Linked DNA regions of Sus scrofa: region 2 is linked to region 1. The links are chromatin contacts, called in public HiChIP or PLAC-seq maps. All regions are on one chromosome and are shown on one strand. The core of a region is the stretch at or near the end of the contact, and the rest is flanking DNA. Distances in the headings are between cores, read along the strand shown. Region 1 overlaps CWC27 (CWC27 spliceosome associated protein homolog). Region 2 overlaps CENPK (centromere protein K).

Evidence for each region. HiChIP or PLAC-seq counts read pairs in DNA pulled down with a chosen protein or histone mark.
Region 2: a contact with region 1 is called in an H3K27ac HiChIP or PLAC-seq map of alveolar macrophages. The contact joins two enhancer-like sites. A contact is called at or near these places in 2 of 5 promoter capture datasets (fetal liver and liver), 17 of 47 Hi-C or Micro-C datasets (adipocytes, alveolar macrophages, embryonic fibroblasts and 11 more) and 2 of 2 datasets of contacts at active chromatin or transcription factors (alveolar macrophages and skeletal muscle).

What each region holds. Positions count from the first base shown.
Region 1 is chr16:43,403,318-43,406,740 of Sscrofa11.1, forward strand. All of the region lies in intron 10 of CWC27 (CWC27 spliceosome associated protein homolog), which reads left to right. Among named protein-coding and RNA genes, the nearest start is that of CWC27, 59 kb to the left of the region's middle. Within about 2 kb of position 1,829, at least 3 of the 83 cell types and tissues checked have an H3K27ac peak or open chromatin away from gene starts, as enhancers often do. A contact at or near this core is called in alveolar macrophages, where this site is marked.
Region 2 is chr16:44,018,205-44,021,627 of Sscrofa11.1, forward strand. The region is part of intron 10 of CENPK (centromere protein K); the gene reads right to left. Among named protein-coding and RNA genes, the nearest start is that of ADAMTS6, 9.1 kb to the left of the region's middle. Within about 2 kb of position 1,522, at least 73 of the 83 cell types and tissues checked have an H3K27ac peak or open chromatin away from gene starts, as enhancers often do. A contact at or near this core is called in alveolar macrophages, where this site is marked.

The DNA.
Region 1 (3,423 bases), core at 579-3,078:
TAGATGAACACCTGGCACCTAAACCAGGTTAAAACAAAGTTCATACAATTTAAACCCCTACAAAGATATAAACCTGATAATGGAAATATATTATGCCAAAGGGATTTACCTCTTCTGTACTATTTAAGATTGAAAAACTCTCAGTTTCCAGGCAGAACAATTGCTTAGCCTTAGTACATTATTGCATGCTTTAATGTTGTCTGCTTCACATCAGTCAGCTTCTGCTCACCATAACTTTTTTTGTTGTTATTTGATTTCCATTTCTGATTCTTAGGACAGAAAGAAATCCATATATAGAGTTATGATACTTTGAGCTAGAAGGGGTATTCAAATGTGCTGTTTACCAAATCCAGAGAATTACATACCTATTAGATCTTAAAGAGAAAAAAAAAAAAATAGATGGCTCAGTGGTTAACAAACCTGACTAGGATTCATGAGTTTAGATCCCTGGCCTCACTCAGTGGTTAAGGATCCGATGTTGCCATGAGCTGTGGTATAGGTCGCAGATGCACCTCAGATCTGGGGTTGCTACAGCTGTGGCGTAGGCCAGCACCTATAGCTCCGATTGGACCCCTAGCCTGGGAACTTCGATATGCTGCAGGTGTGGCCCTAAAAAGCAAAAACAAGTCAACAATAAGAAAAACAATTAAAGAAATGAACAAAAGACAAAGATATATGAGGAAAACAATATTTGAAAATATACTATATGTGCATTCTTGCTGAGATGGATCACTATTATAAGCAAAAAAAAAATTTTAATTTTCTGTGTATTGTTATTTCACATTTTAGTGTAAAGTGTATAAGGAGCTAGAAGAAAACAAAGATTACAGCTTATTTGCCTTTAAATCTGGAATTTTAATTAGTTACTTCAACTGACAAGGAACCTAGGGCTTAGATTCTGGCTCCTAGGTTTGTATTTTACGCAGTGTTGAAATTGCTCACCTAAGCATTGGAGCAGAGTGTATTGCAGAGTGTAGGGAAAGAATGGTGAAGCCAGAGAGCTTTCTAATATTCTCTCAGCTGTATTTGCAAAGTTTAACTTATTCAGGATCACGGTCCAAGTAATGGACAACTTAGGATTTAAATACAGATATGTTTGACTCAACTGCCCTATTATACCTCCCCTGAGATGAGGCATAAAGGATGAGCTGTTAGAATGGTGGACTGAGTATATGCAAGTGGGTGGGTAGGAGTTTGATATTGTGAAAACTGTGGGAACTTGGGTGAAAACATGCATGTCTATCTGTCTGAGTTAATGGTACCAAGTATTAGACACGTAGACTGAGACCAGATCAAGATGGGCTAGGTATACTTAGAAACTGGACTCTCCTTGAGATGGTGGGGAACAATATAAAGTAAAACTGGAAAGTGACATGACCAGGTTTTTGTTACAGAGAGATCACTGTAGTAGTAGTATGAAAAATAAACAGGAAAGAGCCAAAATTTGAGGTTGCAGAAACCTACCAGGAGGCTGCTTTATTAGTCCAAGTCTAGATAAGATATGATGAAAACCTGAATTAGACGTTGTTCTGTTTGCTATGTTATTTGCACTCAGTAAACACTTTTCAAACATCTACGATATGCACATAGATATAAAGATAAGGAAAGATCCTCTTTTGGCACAAAAAAGCTCTCAGCTGAGCCAGATATATTGCCTTGAACTATAGACCACAATGAACTCTATGCAAAACAGAGGTTCAGAGAAACTACAGTAGCTTCATGGAGGAGGGAGAGATTAATTTTGACCTTAGATATCAGGAAGTCTGCATGTATGCACAGTAGATAGCATTAAGACCAGTCCTTGAAGAAGAAGTAGTTTGAATAAGAGGAAATGGGTGGGAAGGGGAATTTCCAGCAGAGGAAACTGAGAAAAGTACAGAGTGTATTTGACGAACAATCTGTTGTGACTGGAAGAAAGGATATAGTTGGAAATAAAGCTGGAAAGATAGATTGGGACCAGATCATGAGATAGCTTTCAGAATAGTAAAGTGCAAATATAACTCATTTTGCTTGATTTATGTATTAATTCAGGTGTTCAGATAAACATAGATCAACTTCTTTTTTTAACTAGAGTAAATCAATTTGAAAGATTCACAGTCGGGTGAATACTGGATTTCTGTATTTTTGGAAAGGAGCATTGCAAGTAGGAGGGTTTGGTGAGATTACTATAGCAGGTAGTTCTGTTTATTTTACTTTTTTAACTTGAAAATGAATACCAAGTCCCTATGCTAAATGAGGTGTTAGTTTAAAGGAGAGGAATGAATCTGCCTAATGGCAAGGTGAAAACAAATTTTATTTCAAGCGCTATGCTAAACATTGTATTTGTGTAGTGAATGTTCTCAAATGTCATGACAGCTGCAATCCATAAAGACTAAGACTGTGATCCTAGCATCATTTACTCTAAATGAGATCTGGAGTTTCCCCTTGTGGTGCAGTGGAAGCGAACCCGACTAGCATCCATGAGGATGCAGGTTCCATCCTTGGCCTTGTTCAGTGAGTTAAGGATCCAGCATTACTGTGGTATAGTTTGCAGACTCAGCTTGGATCCAGCATTGCTGTGGCTGTGGCACAGGCTGTCAGGCTGGCAGCTGTAGCTCCTATTCGACCTCTAGCCTGGGAACTTCCATATGTTGCAGGTGCGGCCCTAAAAAGCAAAAATAAATAAATAAGATCTGAACAAGTCAACATTTCTGAATTGTTCTCATCTGTAAGATGTGATTAATACTTGCCCTTCCTATCTCAATAGGATTGTGGGCAGGTCAGATGAAATAAGGTACATGGAACTACTTTTAAGACCTGATGCCACTGATGGCCTATAGAGTTTAAAGTGCCTTTGCTACCACGTAATTCAACCCTCTCTTTATTTTTATTTTTTTTTATTTTATAGTGTTTTTTCTTTTTTTTTTTCATTATAGCTGGTTTACAGTGTTCTGTCAATTTTCTAGTGTACAGCAGGGTGACCCAGTTACACATACATGTATAGATTTTTTTCCTCACATTGTCATGCTCCATCACTATCATGCTCCATCATAAGTGACTAGATATAGTTTCCAATGCTACACAGCAGGATCCCTCCCTTTAACAACCATAGGAGAGCTCACCTTCTGGTACTCCTAACCACAGCATATTTTTAAATAAAATGAAAAATTAATTTGTCAGATAATGAACATTAATTGTTAAGCATGTAAGGGGAGAGAAACTAATAAAGTAGAAGAGATGAACCCACTCTGCAAGGACACTGTGGAGAGACAAGCCAAGCCTACCTAGAAAGAAAATTAGTCCCTTCTGTTCTTCATAAACATCCTGATTCTCCCACCTCCCACCTCCCACCTCCCTCTCTTGGCTACAGAGAATGTATTCTGTCTGCATCAGATGTAATTATTGCCTAAATCATGCTCTGAAAACCATGAGCACATGAAATTA
Region 2 (3,423 bases), core at 272-2,771, 610 kb after region 1:
GGCATTTGGCCCAAACGCGTTGCACCGGCAGCTCAAATAAAAACAAGAGTAAGAAACTCACTCTTGTTCCCTCTCAGTGCGCTTTCTCACTCTCTCACTCTCTTTGCCTCCAGTACAAGTAAAGAAATTACCAAAGACAGGAATTGTAGTACACACGTTATCAGAAGACAGGTTTCCAATAACCCCTCCAGCAGCACAACCTTCCCCTCAGTCTCTGAATTTTGATCACATATAGCATATATACAGACATATCCTAATGTTCAAGGCTCCAAAGGGTTATGAGTCTAGCAAGTCCCAAGTGGCCAAGAGTAAATCAAAAACACACGTTTCCATCTCTTTGATTAGCCTATTAAGAGCTTAACATATCCTAGAGCATCAGGACTATAGCTAGTACATTAATTCTGCCCTCTGAGCCAAGGCATAAAATATGCACTTGTCTGACTACTTAAGAGACTGACTTTAAACTATAAAATGCAGGTTTTTCTTTAAGAAAACTAGAAATCAGTTAGAAAGATAACACCATTACTACTTTCCCGATTACTATCTGGTGACTAAAGACCACAAAAAATCATAAGTCATATTTCACAAAACATGTCTATATTCGTATAATAAACGTATATATTTTTGCATCATAAAATATTTGCAAGACCCACAATTCTCCAACCCCCGACTAGTCTGGAGTTAAAAGATTTCTATCTGTAAAATGAGTTCAGTCAAGCTCACTCATTGCCATTTAAAAAAAAAGAAAAAAAAAAAAAAAAAAAAAAAAACACCACACACAGAAAAAAAAGTTTTCTACGCGTTATTCGGAAGACAAGCAAAGCACAAGTTTTAATTTAAAAAAAAAAAAAGGTTTCATTGAATATTGTGAAGTCTTCCTTACCGTTTTCATCTTCAAATTCTGATAAAAAGTAAGTTTCAAACAATAGAGATTGCACTGGACGACTCACGTACTCCCTCTCCTCTCTTAACTTTTTTTTCTGCCCCCCTTTGCAAAGCCACAGCAGTCAGTTAGTTATTCTGCAGCCAGAATAAAACCCTATAGTCTGGCTAACCCGGGCTTTAGAGAACGGACTTTCCGACTTGGCAGAAAAAGAGATGCCTTCAATACATCCAGGCTATCATCCTGAGATGCTGTCTTTACAAACCCACTTTCTCTCCCGCAACTCCCCCCCTCCAAAAAAAAAAAAAAAAAAAAAAAAAGGAAAGAAAAAAAAGAAAGGAAGGAAGGGAAAAAAAGACTTATTGGGGGTGGAAGTGGTGCCCTCTTCCTGGACAGCTTAGTGCCTTTGCTATGCAAATAACATGTGAAGAGCATCAAAAGGTATCAGGAGAAAAGAAGACAAGAGGAGCAGGAAGGGCAGCAAAGTTTTGTTGAAGTAGCCCTAGATCTCACTACCGGCCCCCAGCCAACTTGAATTGCAGCAGGAGAAAATTTTGGCAGCTTTTCCTCGGAGGCAGAGCACACTGACGTCAGTCTGCAGATGTGCCGGGCTGCGTCGGGTGCGCATGTGTCCTGGGCCGTCACGTGGAGGGGGAGGGGAGGTAGAGGTACAATCAGGGTAACCAACTACCAGCCATTCAGAAGGGCTTAGACAATGTCAACTTTTCCACCCTGTGAATGAGAGAAATTCTGGCCCTTCTAACCTCAGTGCCCTTACCCACTCCTCCAGTTTTCCTCCTCCTCCTCTAACCTCTTTAGAAAGTCTAGCCTGGTTTGTGATTAGTTGTTTCTTGGGAAGGAGGAGGAAGGATGAATGGCTTTAGAACTAATGTCACTACTGAGATCTCCGGTGCCCCTCTCCGTGTATTTTTTTTAAAGTCCACACAACAATAATGTTAAAAGTTGCACATAAACACTGTCTTTGAGGAAACTATAGCAAACTTCAATGGAAGATTCAAGTCTCGGTAGCTACACATGCAAAAAATGCCTGTGTTTGGGGGGGGGGTTGTTTTTTGTTTTTTTAATATACCTCAATGAGTAATATTGCCAGCAAAAGGGAGAGTAGACTAAAATAAACTGAGACCAGCACATTTTCCATCTGATTACTGACTTAAGGTTATGTGGGGCTTTAAAAAAAAAGGGGGGGGGGGGAGTGGGGGAGGAGAGGGAGCCGGGGAAGAGAGAAAAGCTTGCATTATTTCCAGATGAGAATGAGACTGGATGGTGTTTTAAAGTGCAACCGGGGGAAGCTACAAGTGGAGTGTATTTTTTTAAGACAGTACATTGAATGAAACCTCAATGACTGCCCAAACGAAAATAAATCCGAAGGCAGACCCCCAAAGGGGGAGAGGAGCAGGAACCCTGCTGCGATCTCAAGATAAACAAACAAAACCTCAAAACTGGTTCTTCAAGCTTCCCAGTCCAACCCCCTCCCCCTCAACTACTTACACACCAGCTGCCAGTCCATACTTTAAGGATAAAACACGGCTACAACGTAGCACTTTCACTTTCATTTGCTGTGAGAAAGCCACTGGAATTAAACTGTGGGGGAAATGCCCAAATCTGTTTTCCATGTCCTAAGCAAGCAAACAAAGTCTGGCACACAAATCGGAAACAGGAAAAAATGTGAAAATAGCTCAGGACAAATGTCGCCTTTCAGCGGTGTAATCTGCTGCATCATTTATCTATCTCTATGGTTGAGAGTAGGGTAGGGAGAGGTTTAAGAGTTTCCGAAGGGGGGCGGCCGGGAGGGGGGAGGGGGGACGGGAATTGACGCCTTGAAATTCCAGTTCACAGTTAAGGCCAAGTCAATTTCCGATGGCCAGAACCAGAAAGGGGAATTGGACGGGAGGGAAGGGGATGGGGAGGGGAGCCTTTCTGAGTATCAGCTCTTAAGTTTCATCCTTCTGTTAACGTTATTGCTCATTTGACATTTTTTTTCCCTTCCTACACCGGAGGTAGTAGGTGTAATTCTTCTGGTGAATACATGAATAGTTGGCTAAAAGAAGGCAAGAATCAGACTTAGAACATCCAAGAATACAGTTATTTCCATTCTTCTTTAAAGGCTGTCCACAGTCAATAGTCCTCATCTTGACCTATATTAGTAAGTAGTACATGGCTTAAAGCCATTTAAAACATAGAAATATGTCCTGTGGTTGGAACTGACAGTTTTAAATAAAAATGATTCATATGAAGATATATAGATGTATATATTTGCATTAAATACCCAAAATGGCTAAGAGTGGGTACAGAGCTGGTTTTGCATCAAACCACACTTTAAATAGCTATTAAACATTATCTGTAATTTTTCAAAAACTGGTAGTAGATAAACACAGCCAGCAGAAAAAACTAAAGTTAAGGTGTGAGTAGTAATCATCTATATAAGCTAACTGAAAAGATTTTATTCTCAACTAAGCTAAACTGCCTTAAGAAGTATCAGCATTGTAAAGGAAAGGAACTAATTCAATGAGAAGTGGACT